Linked DNA regions of Mus musculus: all the other regions are linked to region 3. Evidence: chromatin contacts called from public ChIA-PET and HiChIP or PLAC-seq data. All regions are on one chromosome and are shown on one strand. Each heading gives the region's core, a stretch centred on a gene start, on an enhancer-like site or on the middle of the called end of the contact. The rest is flanking DNA. Distances are from core to core; before and after follow the strand shown. Region 1 has its middle 11 kb from the start of Gm32334. Region 2 has its middle 6.6 kb from the start of Gm32200. Region 3 holds the start of Pacc1 (proton activated chloride channel 1).

What was found. ChIA-PET counts read pairs in DNA pulled down with a chosen protein or histone mark. HiChIP or PLAC-seq counts read pairs in DNA pulled down with a chosen protein or histone mark.
Region 1: an RNA polymerase II ChIA-PET map of memory CD8 T cells shows a contact between it and region 3, with 394 read pairs. The contact joins the enhancer-like site here to the promoter of Pacc1 in region 3. A contact is called at or near these places in 10 of 39 promoter capture datasets (the C10 cell line, cranial neural crest, embryonic stem cells and 4 more), 4 of 484 Hi-C or Micro-C datasets (liver and nephron progenitors), 7 of 115 datasets of contacts at active chromatin or transcription factors (the 230-238 cell line, double positive thymocytes, embryonic stem cells and 4 more) and 4 of 9 other capture datasets (adipose tissue, liver, macrophages and 1 more).
Region 2: a FOXA1 HiChIP or PLAC-seq map of pancreatic cancer cells shows a contact between it and region 3. The contact joins the enhancer-like site here to the promoter of Pacc1 in region 3. A contact is called at or near these places in 6 of 39 promoter capture datasets (the C10 cell line, embryonic stem cells, hematopoietic stem and progenitor cells and 3 more), 8 of 484 Hi-C or Micro-C datasets (the HL-1 cell line, the N1E-115 cell line, cortical glia and 5 more), 3 of 115 datasets of contacts at active chromatin or transcription factors (the 230-238 cell line, the SCID.adh cell line and pancreatic cancer cells) and 2 of 9 other capture datasets (adipose tissue and liver).

What each region holds. Positions count from the first base shown.
Region 1 is chr1:191,495,870-191,500,182 of GRCm38.p6, forward strand. No RefSeq gene overlaps it. Among named protein-coding and RNA genes, the nearest start is that of Gm32334, 11 kb to the left of the region's middle. Within about 2 kb of position 2,577, at least 46 of the 459 cell types and tissues checked have an H3K27ac peak or open chromatin away from gene starts, as enhancers often do. A contact at or near this core is called in memory CD8 T cells and pancreatic cancer cells, where this site is marked.
Region 2 is chr1:191,469,592-191,473,640 of GRCm38.p6, forward strand. No RefSeq gene overlaps it. Among named protein-coding and RNA genes, the nearest start is that of Gm32200, 6.6 kb to the left of the region's middle. Within about 2 kb of position 1,315, at least 139 of the 459 cell types and tissues checked have an H3K27ac peak or open chromatin away from gene starts, as enhancers often do. A contact at or near this core is called in the 230-238 cell line, the N1E-115 cell line, adipose tissue and 5 more, where this site is marked.
Region 3 is chr1:191,324,185-191,328,219 of GRCm38.p6, forward strand. Pacc1 (proton activated chloride channel 1) reads left to right here and starts at 1,718. Exons shown (of 8, transcript NM_025864.4): 1 at 1,718-1,892; 2 at 3,999-4,035. The coding sequence starts at 1,857.

The DNA of each region.
Region 1 (4,313 bases), core at 1,327-3,826, 170 kb after region 3:
TTCTTATATTACATGTAAGTCCTGGACTATGGGTGTGTGCACCGTGCCTAGTTTATGTGGTGCTAGGGACTGAGCCTAGAGCTTCATGCATGTTAGATAAGCACTCTACTGATTGAGCTACATCTCTAGCCCCTGGAAGAGCATCAAACAAGCCAAGCGCTGCACTAATGCAGAAAAGAATTAACCAGCCGCGTCCAGCCCAGCCCAGACGACTTTGTCACCTCCTCACACCATCTATACAGCACAGCCAAAGTGGATTTACCATCATTGGCAACTTGACGACACGCTACAATGCAGCTTACAATTGTCAGTAACTCCTGCTCCAGGGGTCTTACACCCTCACACAGACATACCTTCAACACAAATGTACGTAAAATAAAAATAAGTAAATTACATAATCACCGTAGAAACAGACCTCCATGTGCTCCCATGAGGGTGTTTCTAGGAATCTTTAACTGAAGAGAGAGGACATATCCCAAATGTAGGCAACACCACACCTCGAGCTGGGGTCCCAACCTGAAGAACAAAGAAAAAGCAAGCTAAGCACCCACACTCCCTTCTCTGCTTGCTTCTGTGGTTACAATGAGACCAGCCTCCTTGATCTCTTGGGGCCATGCCTGTCCTGAGCTATGCACCTTGGAACTGGGAGCCTCCGTCCTCCTTAAGTTGCTATTGTCAGGAATCCAGTCACACCAAGGAAAAGAAGAATGACTGATCAGGCAGTTTGCCTCTCATTTGTTCATGCTTCCAGATTTTGAATGCTTAATATCACTAGTATTCAATATTTAGCTTTATTAGGCTAAGGTGTTGCTGGGTAAAATCCCTGTCTCAGGAGTTCATAGTTTGGGAATTAAGCAAAATCAGAAACATAAAACTGTCCTATTTCAAGTTCAGTTTGGAAGGAAGGAAATAGACTTCTCCCATGGGTTTAAGCAGTGAAGTCAAAATCTAACAAAAGGGCACAGACAGGAGCATAAGAACTAAAGTTGCTTCAGATGAGTCACCCATTCAGCCAACATTTGCTGACTGCTCCCTTAAGGCCTGTGGCAGGCTGGGAACAGACAGTTTCTGGGTTTTGCTTTTGTTTGTTTGTTTGTTTGTTTGTTTGTTTTAGAGGCAGGGTTTCTCGGTGTTGCCCTGGCTGTCCTGGAACTCACTCTGTAGACCAGGTTGACCTTGAACTTGGAGCTCTGCCTGCCTCTGCCTCCTGAGTGCTGGGGTTAAACACTTTCCATTTTTATGGAGCAGCGTTCAGAAGAGTGGGCTTCAGACAGTGAGAGGGAGATTGCAACCTGGACCTACTGCTGCTGATTCTGTGCATGAGCGAGCTGCTGGCCTTCTCTGAGCCTCACAGTCCTTAGCCAAAAACAGAGGGCCAGCAAAGTGGCCAGAAAATGCGGGAAAGTTCCATGAGTTTGCCCTCTGACCTTTGCAGACACACATTTATGTAATACACATTGTCCATACACACAGTATCAAATTTAAATTTTTCAGGGCTGGAGAGATGGCTCAGCGGATAAGAGTACTGACTGCTCTTCTGAAGGTCCTGAGTTCAAATTCTAGCAACCACACGGTGGCTCACAACCACCGGTAATGAGATCTGACACCCTCTTCTGGTGTGTCTGAAGACAGCTACAGTGTGCTTATATATAATAATAAATAAATAAATCTTTGGGCCTGAGCGAGCAAGGCCAACAGGAGTGAGCAGAGGTCCTAAAAATTCAATTCCCAATAACCACATGAAGACTCACAACCATCTGTACAGTTACAGTGTACTCGTATACATAAAATAAATAAATAAATCTTAAAAAAATTTCAAACGGAGAAACTGTCTAACACACTGGATCACTGAGAATGGCAGGGTTCTTTAGATTTTTTTTTTTTTTTTTTTTTTTGGTTGTTTGTTTGGCTTGCTTTGGCTTTCTAAGACAGGGCTTCTCTGTATAGCCTTAGCTGTTTTGGAGCTCCCTCTGTAGACCAGGCTGGCCTCAAACTGACAAAGATCCCTCTGCCTCCACCTCCGCCTCCGCCTCCACCTCCGCCTCCGCCTCCGCCTCCGCCTCCGCCTCCGCCTCCGCCTCTGCCTCCTTAGAGCTGGGGTTAAAGGTGTGCACCTCACCACCTGGCTAACAGTTGTATTTTTTTAATGTTATATTTATTATTATTGTGGGGAAGCACATACCAGGATAGTGGACATGTGGTTGGAGTCAGTTCTGCACACCTTTGTATGGGTTCCAGGGACTAAACTAAGGTCACTTAAGCTTGCAAGACAAGTCTCTTTCCTTTACCTGCTGAGCCATCTCCCTGGCCAGCTCTATCTTCATTGATAGAACATAGCTGTGTTCCATGCACAATCACGTGTAAGTGTGAGCTGCCCAATGTGTGGCTGCTGCACTCAGCTCTTGTCTGCTACAACAACGGCTTGTTGGATTAACTGTCCCAGCTCACACTGGGTTTCGGTGGTGTCTGTAAACTGGGTGCCCTCAGAGCTGTGTCCCCGCTCCCAAGTACATTCACTGTTCAAGGGCCTCCGCCGGACTGAGTCAGCTCTCACTGCTTGGGTGGGGCAGGAAGCTGCCACGGATGAAGCTTGCTCTTCTGCTCCTTCAGGCTCCTATGTGTTCCTTCAGTTTCCACTCCTACCAACGCCCAGGTTCTTGAACTCGCTTGGCCTGCCTCCACTCTTGCTGTCCAGGTTGGCACTGGCTTGTCTGCTTGCTGCTGACTTCCTGACTTAACTGACCAAGTCCAAAGCCCCCGTCTGTCTTGTGGCTTGATGAATACAGCGTTACCTGTCTTAGAAGTCACCACTAACCTTGCTGTCTCTCACCCCGACACAGCAGCTGCTACCCTCTGCTCCAACATGACTGTGTTCTGTTTTGGTTGCGAGCCTGGCCTTTAACAGCTGAGCCATCTCTCCAGCCCTCACCCAACCCTCTCAATATGCATTCTGAGTTCTGGGAGTGTGCAGGGAATGTGCAAATGGACAGCTTGCCCCTTCTCTGAGACACTGTCACCGTCTTCATAAGCACAAAAATGGTGCTGCTGCCGGGAACAGTGGCACACAGCTTCAGTCCCAGCAGAAGTGGGCTGGTCTGTGAGTCTGAGGACAGCCTGGTGCATGTGGACTGAGCAGAGACTAGGTCCAGTGAAGAGGGTGAGAAGACCTGGTCTGGACTCAGAGGGATGTATGCAAAGTTCCCCAGGCTGACTCCTTCTCCCAAGTTCTCTGCTTGGAAAACAGACTCAACTCAGAGTTTAAAATGTCAGCAGTGAATAGATAAGTTAGGGCATATTCATCCTTGGAACATTATTAATTAAAAGGAAAATAAAATCCTTCCACAGGACCTTTGACCCAGTGATTTTTCACGATGAATTTTATGATCCACATATACTTTCCCAGGAGTTCAAAGGTGAATATATAAGGAAGGGCCCTGAAGAAGTGTTTCTATAAGTTAAAAGTTAGAAGAAGCTAAGGGGACATCATAAAACCTGCCACCAAAGCTGGTGACTGGAGCTCAATCGCTGAGTTCCACATTGTGGAAGGAGAGAACCAGTCCCACAAGTTGTCTTCACACTGTGCATATGTGCATGAGTACACACACACACACACACACACACACACACACACACACACACGTCATTTATAAAAGGATACTCTCCAGGCTGGTGAGATGGCTCAGTGGGTAAGAGCACCCGACTGCCCTTCCAAAGGTCCGGAGTTCAAATCCCAGCAACCACATGGTGGTTCACAACCATCCGTAACGAGATCTGACTCCCTCTTCTGGGGTGTCTGAAGACAGCTACAGTGTACTTACATATAATCAATAAATAAATCTTTAAAAAAAAAAAAGATACTCTCCATACAAAAAGAGGTTTTGGGGTTTGGTTTTGTTTTGAGTTGGGAGGCACACGGCACCGTGTGTGTGGTCACAGGATGGTTTTTGTCGAGTCAGCTCTCTCCATGCCTCTCTTGTGGCTTCCAGGGATCCAGCTCATGTTGTCAGGGTTATGTGACAAGCACCTTCACCCACTGCCTTAGTCACTGTCCTATTGCTGTGAAGAGACACCATGACCAAGGCAACTCTAAGAAGAGAAGCATTGAACTGAGGGCTTGCTTCCGAAACATCCTGCCTTCAAACACAGTCACACAGCGGGTTAGAATCCGGCATATGAGCAGCTGCAGGCATTGGGCTGCTGCATTTCTCAGAAGAAACTCCGGGATAATTTCAGCTAGAAACTGACAGACCTGAGTTTCAAAATGATATTTCAAGTTTAAAAATCAGAAAATACCGATGTCCCAGCTCTCAAGA
Region 2 (4,049 bases), core at 65-2,564, 150 kb after region 3:
TCTTCTTGTTAAGCTTTGAAATTAAGAGTCTAAGTAGAGGGGCCAGAGAGATGGCTGTTCTTGCAGAATACCAGAGTTCAGTCCCCAGCACCATATAGCAGCTCACAGCAATCTGTAACTCCAGCTCCAGGGTACAGATGCCCTCTTCTGGCCTCCTCAGGAACCGAACACGCATAATGCACATACGTGTGTGTGTGTGTGTGCAAGCAAAGCATATGCACATCATATAAAAACCATACATACATCAAATAAACACAAGCTAACCTATTTTAACAAGAGTCTGAAGCAGAGACACTTCAGTCAACTGTCCGAGGCAGTTCAGCTAGAAAGTGGCTGGCCAAAGTGTCAACACAGCACAATGGCTCTTCCTTCTGGCTGCCTCCAGATTAGCCTGGTTTTGTTTTTAACAGGGTCTTGGGGAGAAAATGCCTTCTCTCTGGATTACCTAGAACTAACACTAACCACACAAGGACTGAGGTCAATAGGATATTCTGAGACAAATAAAGCTTTGGCAATCACTCCTCTTCTCCCCTAAAACAGTTGTCAAATTTGCAGGCTCCCTTGTGGCTCTTCAGCCCTGCGGATTCACTGTGTGACTTCTGCAGGCTCCCATGTGGCTTTTGAGTGGATTCTTTGTATCCTCCTCCTCTGTCTCTGTTATCTCAGTCTCCTGCTTCCTCCAATCCACACTGCTTTTCTCAAAGGAGTCTACTGCGGGTGGTGGGTGGAGGAAAAGGAAACGCAGAGGAGGGGTAAGAAGCAGCCCCTTTACTGGGAAGCGTGGAGACAGTTTTTAGATCCTGAGATCCGCCTGCAAATAGAGTATGCATCATGCAGATAATACAGTCTATGTAAACACTGCATACTTGGACACGCTTTGCACCAGAGTCTATGCACACTGAGCCTGTTCTCCTGGAGCTTAGGGGTAATGAATTAGACGATGAGCCCTACACCAGACTTGAGTGTTGATGATCTGGGATTCTGTGTCTATGACATGAGCCCCAGTCCGGCCTCAGAGAGGGGCTGTAAAGACAGGAGGAACATGACTCAGCAGGGACCCTTTTTCGCTCCTCTGTTCCTCTCTAGCCTTTAGTGATGGCTTACCTCTTCCCTCCCACACAGACGCACCTGATTTCCCACACTCTTCCCTCTCCTCCAAAGCTCTCATCCAGAGGCCTCGCCTCTCTCCTTGTACGTGGGGAGCTGTGTTCTTGGCTCTGAGACACATTTCTTAAATTGTTTGCCACAGTTGAGAGTGACTCAGCCGTTGCTTAGGGATTTAATTAGCCAGCAATAGGAGGCTTGAAAGAGATCAGCCTCTGGGGACTTTCTTCCTTCCTGGCTGGGTGAGAACGAAATAACAAGAAACCTGGAACTATCCTGTCCTCTACAGAAGGCACAGTCACACAGGGCAGATTCGAGCATTTACAACGTAGCTGCTCAAACTAAGATGTACAGAAAATATAAAATATGCACCCAACCAAAGGTTTATATGAAAATTAAATATCTCATTAAGTTAATATTTATTACAAGTTTAAATGACAATGTGATTGTTTTATTAGCTTCAACCACTTTTTAAAACGGGGCTGCTAGACCATTTAAATTTACCTACGTGCCTCTTGGGTGTTGCTGCTATAGCAACATCCAAGTATTCTCAATTTAATAGTGTATTCTCAATTTAATAGTGACTTAACATACCAACATTTTGACACTACTTTTGGTTTTTGGGTTTGGTTTTGTTGGGTTTTGTTTTCATTTATTCTGTTTTTGGTGTGTGTGTGGGGGGGGGGGGAGAATGCTGCATGCGGTCCACAGCATGTGTGTGCATGTGAGAGAACAACTTGTTTGTGTTGCTTCTCTCCCTCCTTGTGGGTCTCAGGATCAAACTCAGGCCCTCAGCCTTGCCCAAATCTCCTTTACCTGCTGAGTCATCTTGCTAGCCCAATATATAATTATTCTTTATTTGTATTTAATATTTGCTTGTCATTCCTTTACATGACTTAAAAAAAATTTTTTTTGAACACCCAAGAAAAAAATTTTAAGATAAAACCTCAAGGATCAGGGTGTGGTGAGACACACCTATAATTCCAGCAATGGGGAGGTAGAGATAGGAGGATTAGACAGGTTCATTCTTAGCTATGTGGAGACTTTGAAGCCAGTCTCAAACAGAAAACAAAACAAAACAAAATTCAACGAGACAACTGGTCAGGAAAAGACAATAGTAGGTGCAAATGCCTTCCCTTTCCTTGGGATTATATACGAACTTCCTTCTGTATTCAGACAAAAACAGGTAAGTGTAATTGTGCAATGGAAGCAGTAAAGGGTTTAAGAGCCCCAAGAGGTGCCTTTCCGCAGGGATAATAGAGATTTGGAAGTGGGTGACCGCTTCTGCATATTAACCACAAGGCTTTGTCTCTTCCACCTCTGTGGAGAAAACAAAATCTGATTTGATGGGGAAAAAAGGAAGACCATAAATAAAGGGGTGTGTTGTTCCTGGAGGGGGCCAGTCTCCTCTGCGGCATTCTACCTAGAAGCCCTCTCTTCTGTGATGCTAAACCTCAAGGCCAGGGCCAGATGGGTAGAGAGATGAATGATGGGAAAGACCAAGGTGAACCCCAGCATCCTGACTCTGAGGCTGCACTGCTCAGAGTTGCTGCTGCATAATCTCATCACAGCAACTCCAATCTTAAAAAAAAAAATTTTTTTTTGAGACAGGATCTCTCTATGTAACCTTAGCTGTCCTAGAAGTCACTATGTAGACCAGATTGTCCCTGAACTCACAAAGATCCACCTGCCTCTGCCTCCTGAGTGCAGGGGATTAAGGCATGCACCCCTATACTTGGCCTTAAAAATGATCTTAATATGTGTATGCACGTGCATATGTGTGCCCCCACAGAGGCAAGAAGAGGGTGTTGGATTCCCTGGAGCTAGAGTTATAGGCTGTTGTGAGCTGCCCGTTGTGGGTACTGGAAACCTAAGTCAAGTTCTCTTTTGCAAGAGCAGTATGTGCTCTTTACCTCTGAGCCGTCTCTCCTGCCCCTAATGTGATCTTCCTGGAGGAACTTAAGGTCAGCGATGGATGAAGGAGAGCTATCCAGCTGGCACAGGCACCTGGAGGCATCCAAAGATACCAACAGCACTGTACACTGCTCCTGGCATCTCTTGCCAGGACAAAAGTCTAACCGTGTGTGCCAAGACTACTCCTGTCGTTTTCCCAAAATGCATTCATTAGTCATCATGATCATGACCTGTTGCCTAGGAGGCTCATAACCCAAAAGAACAGATTTGTTGGTTATCCACAAAAAACATGGAATGCCAAGTGCTCTTGACAGCGTTTGGTACTGATATGTGGTAATGTGGCCAAAACCAGCTTAACCAATTAGAGTTTGGAAACAACGAAACCAAGTATCAGGATCACAAGTGGACAGTGAGGTGGACAGTGAGGTGGGCAGTGAGGCGGGCAGTGAGGTGGGCAGTGAGGTGGGCAGTGAGGCGGGCAGTGAGGTGGGCAGTGAGGTGGGCAGAGGTGGACAGTGAGGTGGGCAGTGAGGCTGGCAATGAGGCGGGCAGTGAGGTGGACAGTGAGGCGGACAGTGAGGTGGGCAGTGAGGTGGGCAGTGAGGTGAGCAGTGAGGTGGGCAGTGAGGTGGACAGTGAGGCGGACAGTGAGGTGGACAGTGAGGCGGACAGTGAGGTGGGCAGTGAGGCGGGCAGTGAGGCGGGCAGAGGTGGGCAGTGAGGCGGGCAGTGAGGCGGACAGTGAGGCGGGCAGTGAGGCGGGCAGTGAGGCAGGCAGTGAGGCGGGCAGTGAGGCGGGCAGTGAGGCGGGCAGTGAGGTGAGCAGAAGTGGACAGTGAGGTGGGCAGTGAGGTGGGCAGAGGTGGACAGTGAGGTGGGCAGTGAGGCGGGCAGTGAGGTGGGCAGAGAGGCGGGCAGTGAGGTGGACAGTGAGGCGGGCAGTGAGGCGGGCAGTGAGGCGGGCAGTGAGGCGGGCAGTGAGGCGGGCAGTGAGGTGGGCAGTGAGGCGGGCAGTGAGGCGGGCAGTGAGG
Region 3 (4,035 bases), core at 468-2,967:
GGAGGAGTGCTGCTTACTGGCTTACTCCTCATGGCTTGCTCAGCCTGCTTTCTTATTGCACCCAGGACCATCAGCCCAGGCAGGGTGGCACTGCCCAAGTGAGCCGGGCCCTCCCACATCTATCACCAACCAAGAAAATGCACCACAGGCTTGCCCACCGGCCAATACAGTGGAGTCAGTTTTTTAATTGACTTTCACTCCTCCAAAGTTGTGTCCAGTTGACATAAAACCAGCTGGTACAATAACATTCATTAAATGAGATGTAAACTGGTATTCCATTAATGAACTTACCCAGAATTCGTTAGGTACCTACATGGTATTAAGCGCTACACATACTGACTGTCTATAGCTGCTTCCCAAAGTTTTGGCAACCATCAAGTGCGCATTTGTCTACATTCTGGCCCATTTAATAGATGGAAGAGCAGAGGACCAGGTGGCAGGGCAGGGAAGAGTGGTGGTAAGACACAAAGAGAGGAGCCCACTTCTCCCTGGCACACTTTGATAAAAATGTTAAACTTTTACCAGAGATCTGCTAAGTTCTTAAGTCTTCCTTCCGATGCTCATTCTGACATATAAGCAAGAGCTTTTACCAGATGAGGCAATTGGATGCCATGACCAATATTAGGCTGGAACCCCTGCTCACCCCCTGCACAAGGTAGGGAAACCACGCCTGCTCTCCTTCCCCAACCCTGCCCCCACAGAGACACCCTACCGCCACTCCTGTCTGCTTGGAGAAAACTCCTGGCTAACACATCATCACTCCTGTCTCCCTGTTTCCAGCATCCCACCAAGAGTGCCCACCCAGGGGCTTAGGTTTTGACCATGTATGGACACAAGACTAGCTCCTAGCTGGCAGGTCATCACTCCTTGCCTAAAACCTATAAAACTGCCTTGCTTTATTCTAGGAGTGGGACTTTGCTGACCCCCACCTGTGAGATTGGTGAACCCTCCTGAGAGCTGCCAGCTAATAAACCCGTCTTTATCTATTTTTAATCTGGCCTATATCTGTGTCACTGAGAGAGAGAAAATGTCTATCAACCAAGAGCAGATCCTGCTGGGCTCCACCTTCTGCCCTGGCTGTCTTACATAGACTCAGATAGCCAGCTGACTACCTCATGGCGGTACCAGCCACAGGTACTTACACACACTCTACAGGAACCTTAGTAAACTATACAACTATTGCAACCCATTGCTTGGCTCTGGAAGGTGCAACCTGAGCCAGGGTTGTTTCACACAGTCCATATCGACTGCTGGCTGTCACAAGCCTTGTTGAACTCTAGAATTTTGTTATTCCTTTCTCAGATGAAATAACTTCTCGATCATCACTCTCTCCCTATCCTTACTGACAGAAGGTATCCTCATTACCTCAGTGTACTAATCTGTAAAATAGAGAGAGAGAAAAAAAGTTTCCTTTGCAGGATTCCTTGAAGGATCAAGACGTAAGCGTACGGAGAGCTTGGTACACAAAGGGCTCTTTGGACATTTATTGTCATTATAAACCGCAAGGCCCAGTTTCCTCTCCCCTTACTGGGCGCTCCGACTGGCCTTTGTGCCATGCTGCACTCAGGCACTCCATTTTTCTGCCTGTAACAAAGAGAGGAAGTGCGAGGCTATTGCTTGCCTCTCTAGCGGGAGGTTGAGCCCAGCTGGTGCTTTCCCCACCGCTCCCGGCACCTAGAACTACAACTCCCAGCGTCGCCCGCGGCGGCAGCAAAAGATGCGCATGCGTTGAGCGCCGCCACGCCTGGTCTTGGGCGGTAGACTAGAGCGGGTCTTGCTTAGTAGAGCGGGCACATCTTGGAGCTCGCGCCTCCTGCGGCGTCGCGGTCCCTGGTGAGCCGTAGAGGGCCAGTGCCATGATCCGACAAGAACTCTCCACGTCCTACCAGGAGGTGCGGACCGGACGGGCGCGGAGGGCGGGCAGGGCGCCGCGACCCCGGTGCAGGTGGATGATTGGCACTCCGTGGCATGCGGGCTCTGCAGCAGGTGGAGCCCCTGCGTGGTCCCGGCACGCGGGGATAACAAGGGACCCTGGAGTCTGGCTGTGGGGAACGCGTGTGGCCAGCAGCTCCTCGGCAGCTCCTCGCCTTCCCCAGAACCCCAGCAGCCCTTTGTCTGTCGCCCGAACCTCCCGCTTCCCTTCGCAGAGCCGCGCTGGCTCCGGGCCCCTTCTGTTCCTCTGGTGTGGGGCTTCCCCGGCTCTGCCCTGCCTGGGTGTCTTTCCGCGACGCCGCATCCTTAGCCGTCAGCCACCACTGTCCAGGTTTGCTCGAGGCCGTGCAGCCGCCCCATGCCGTTAGACCTTGTCCAACCGGAGCAGCCCAACCTTAGCTTGTCTCCATGTCCGTCTCCACCCACGGAGGCCCTGGCCACACTGGAAACTCACACTCTCCAAACGAGTTAGCAGCGTGCTGAACTCAGCGCCCTGGGGTCACTGATGATCCCGGGTGAATACCAGGATGCAGACAGCTCTTGCTTCTGCGGAGTTTTGGGGTACTAGCTTCAGAGGACCGCAGTGTAGCAGAGCTTATAAGATAATGTATTGAAATACAGGCTGTTGTCCTGTTCGCAGAGCAAGGCCACAAGTAGATAGATTCAGGTGCTCACTGGAATCGTGCCTAATGGTAGAAGGCGTTAAAGAGGCCCCGCCTCCCTTTGCGTTCTTCAGATCTGTTTGAAGTCCCAAGAAGACTGGCTTGCATCTTTCTTGCCCGGGTTGTTTTGAGAGCGGACCTAATGAAATTAGGTATTTGCTGAGGTTCCGCTCTAGAAAGGAGCTTTCTGAGAAGTTTGGCCTGGGATAGGCAAAGGCTTGTGCTGGCTGCTGAGTATCAAGAAGGCGATTGGAGGGACGGGGATTGCCACTATACCTGGGTTCTTGGGACCACTGTCCCTCTTGAGTTTTGTTTTGTTTTGTTGTTGTTGTTTTGGTTTTTTTTTCTTTTATGTAAATCATCTAGGGTAAATGTGAAAGATCTCTGAGGGCTGGGGGTGTCTGTAGCCGAGATGGTTCAGTACTTGCTTAGTACTAGGAGGTAGAGGCTGAAGGCCCAGAAATTCGAGGTCATTCTCCACTATAGTGAGTTTGAAGCCAGCCTGGATTACATGAGACCCTGTCTCTGAGTGGAGAAAAGGTACCTTTTCATGTGATATCCCGATGAGCCTGGGCTGGACCCCTGCAAACCACGGGGTTCACCTGCCTAAAATGATGGGACACTGATCCCGGACTTTGCTTTCTCAGCAGCAAGATTTCTCCCGTCTGACAGGTCATGTGAGAAGACTGCTGAGCTAGATTGCGGTTGCCTGGTACCTGGACATCTGTCGCCCCTGCTTTGCCATTTGCACCCACATCTGTGGGCTTTAGTGTCCCACGGAGACACCAGTTTTGCTGTTGTCAGTTTTTTTTCTCTGAGTGGACTCTAAGCCACATTTCCTCTTCCTCTAGGAAGTGGTTAGGACCGTGGGCTTTGGAATGAGACCAAGGTGGCGTGATTTCTGTTTCACTAACTGACTGTGGCTCTGGGAGATGCTGAAGGGTGACTCCAGTACTTGTCCTGTTTGGACTCGGAACTAGAGTCACTTTGGGTTATTGCACAATGACAAGCGTTGGGCTCTGAATCGATCATTATGATTGTCCTTAAAGATGTACCCCAAGGGGGTGCACACTGCAGGGGACCCTGTAAAAATGGAGGCAGGGGTTAGACATCAGGCACAGCTACCAATAGCCCTGAGAATGCCAGGGTAATCAGCAGAAGCTAGGAGACAGGCTGGGAATACAGGTCTCCCTCACTGCTCATCGAGCCAGCCCTGCTAAATCCTTTCCTGTAGTTTCCCAGGAAACTTCTGTGAGAGAAGACAGAGGACTTGGTCTCACACATCCTGTGTCATGTGGCCTTTGTGCATGTGTGACGGTTATGTGGATGGCAGCTTCTGCTTTTTTTTTTTAGCCTAGAAAGGCAAGGCCAGTCCAGCTAAACTGTTCACGCCTTCTCCTTCAGCTCAGCGAGGAGTTGGAGCAGGTGGTTGAGAACTCGG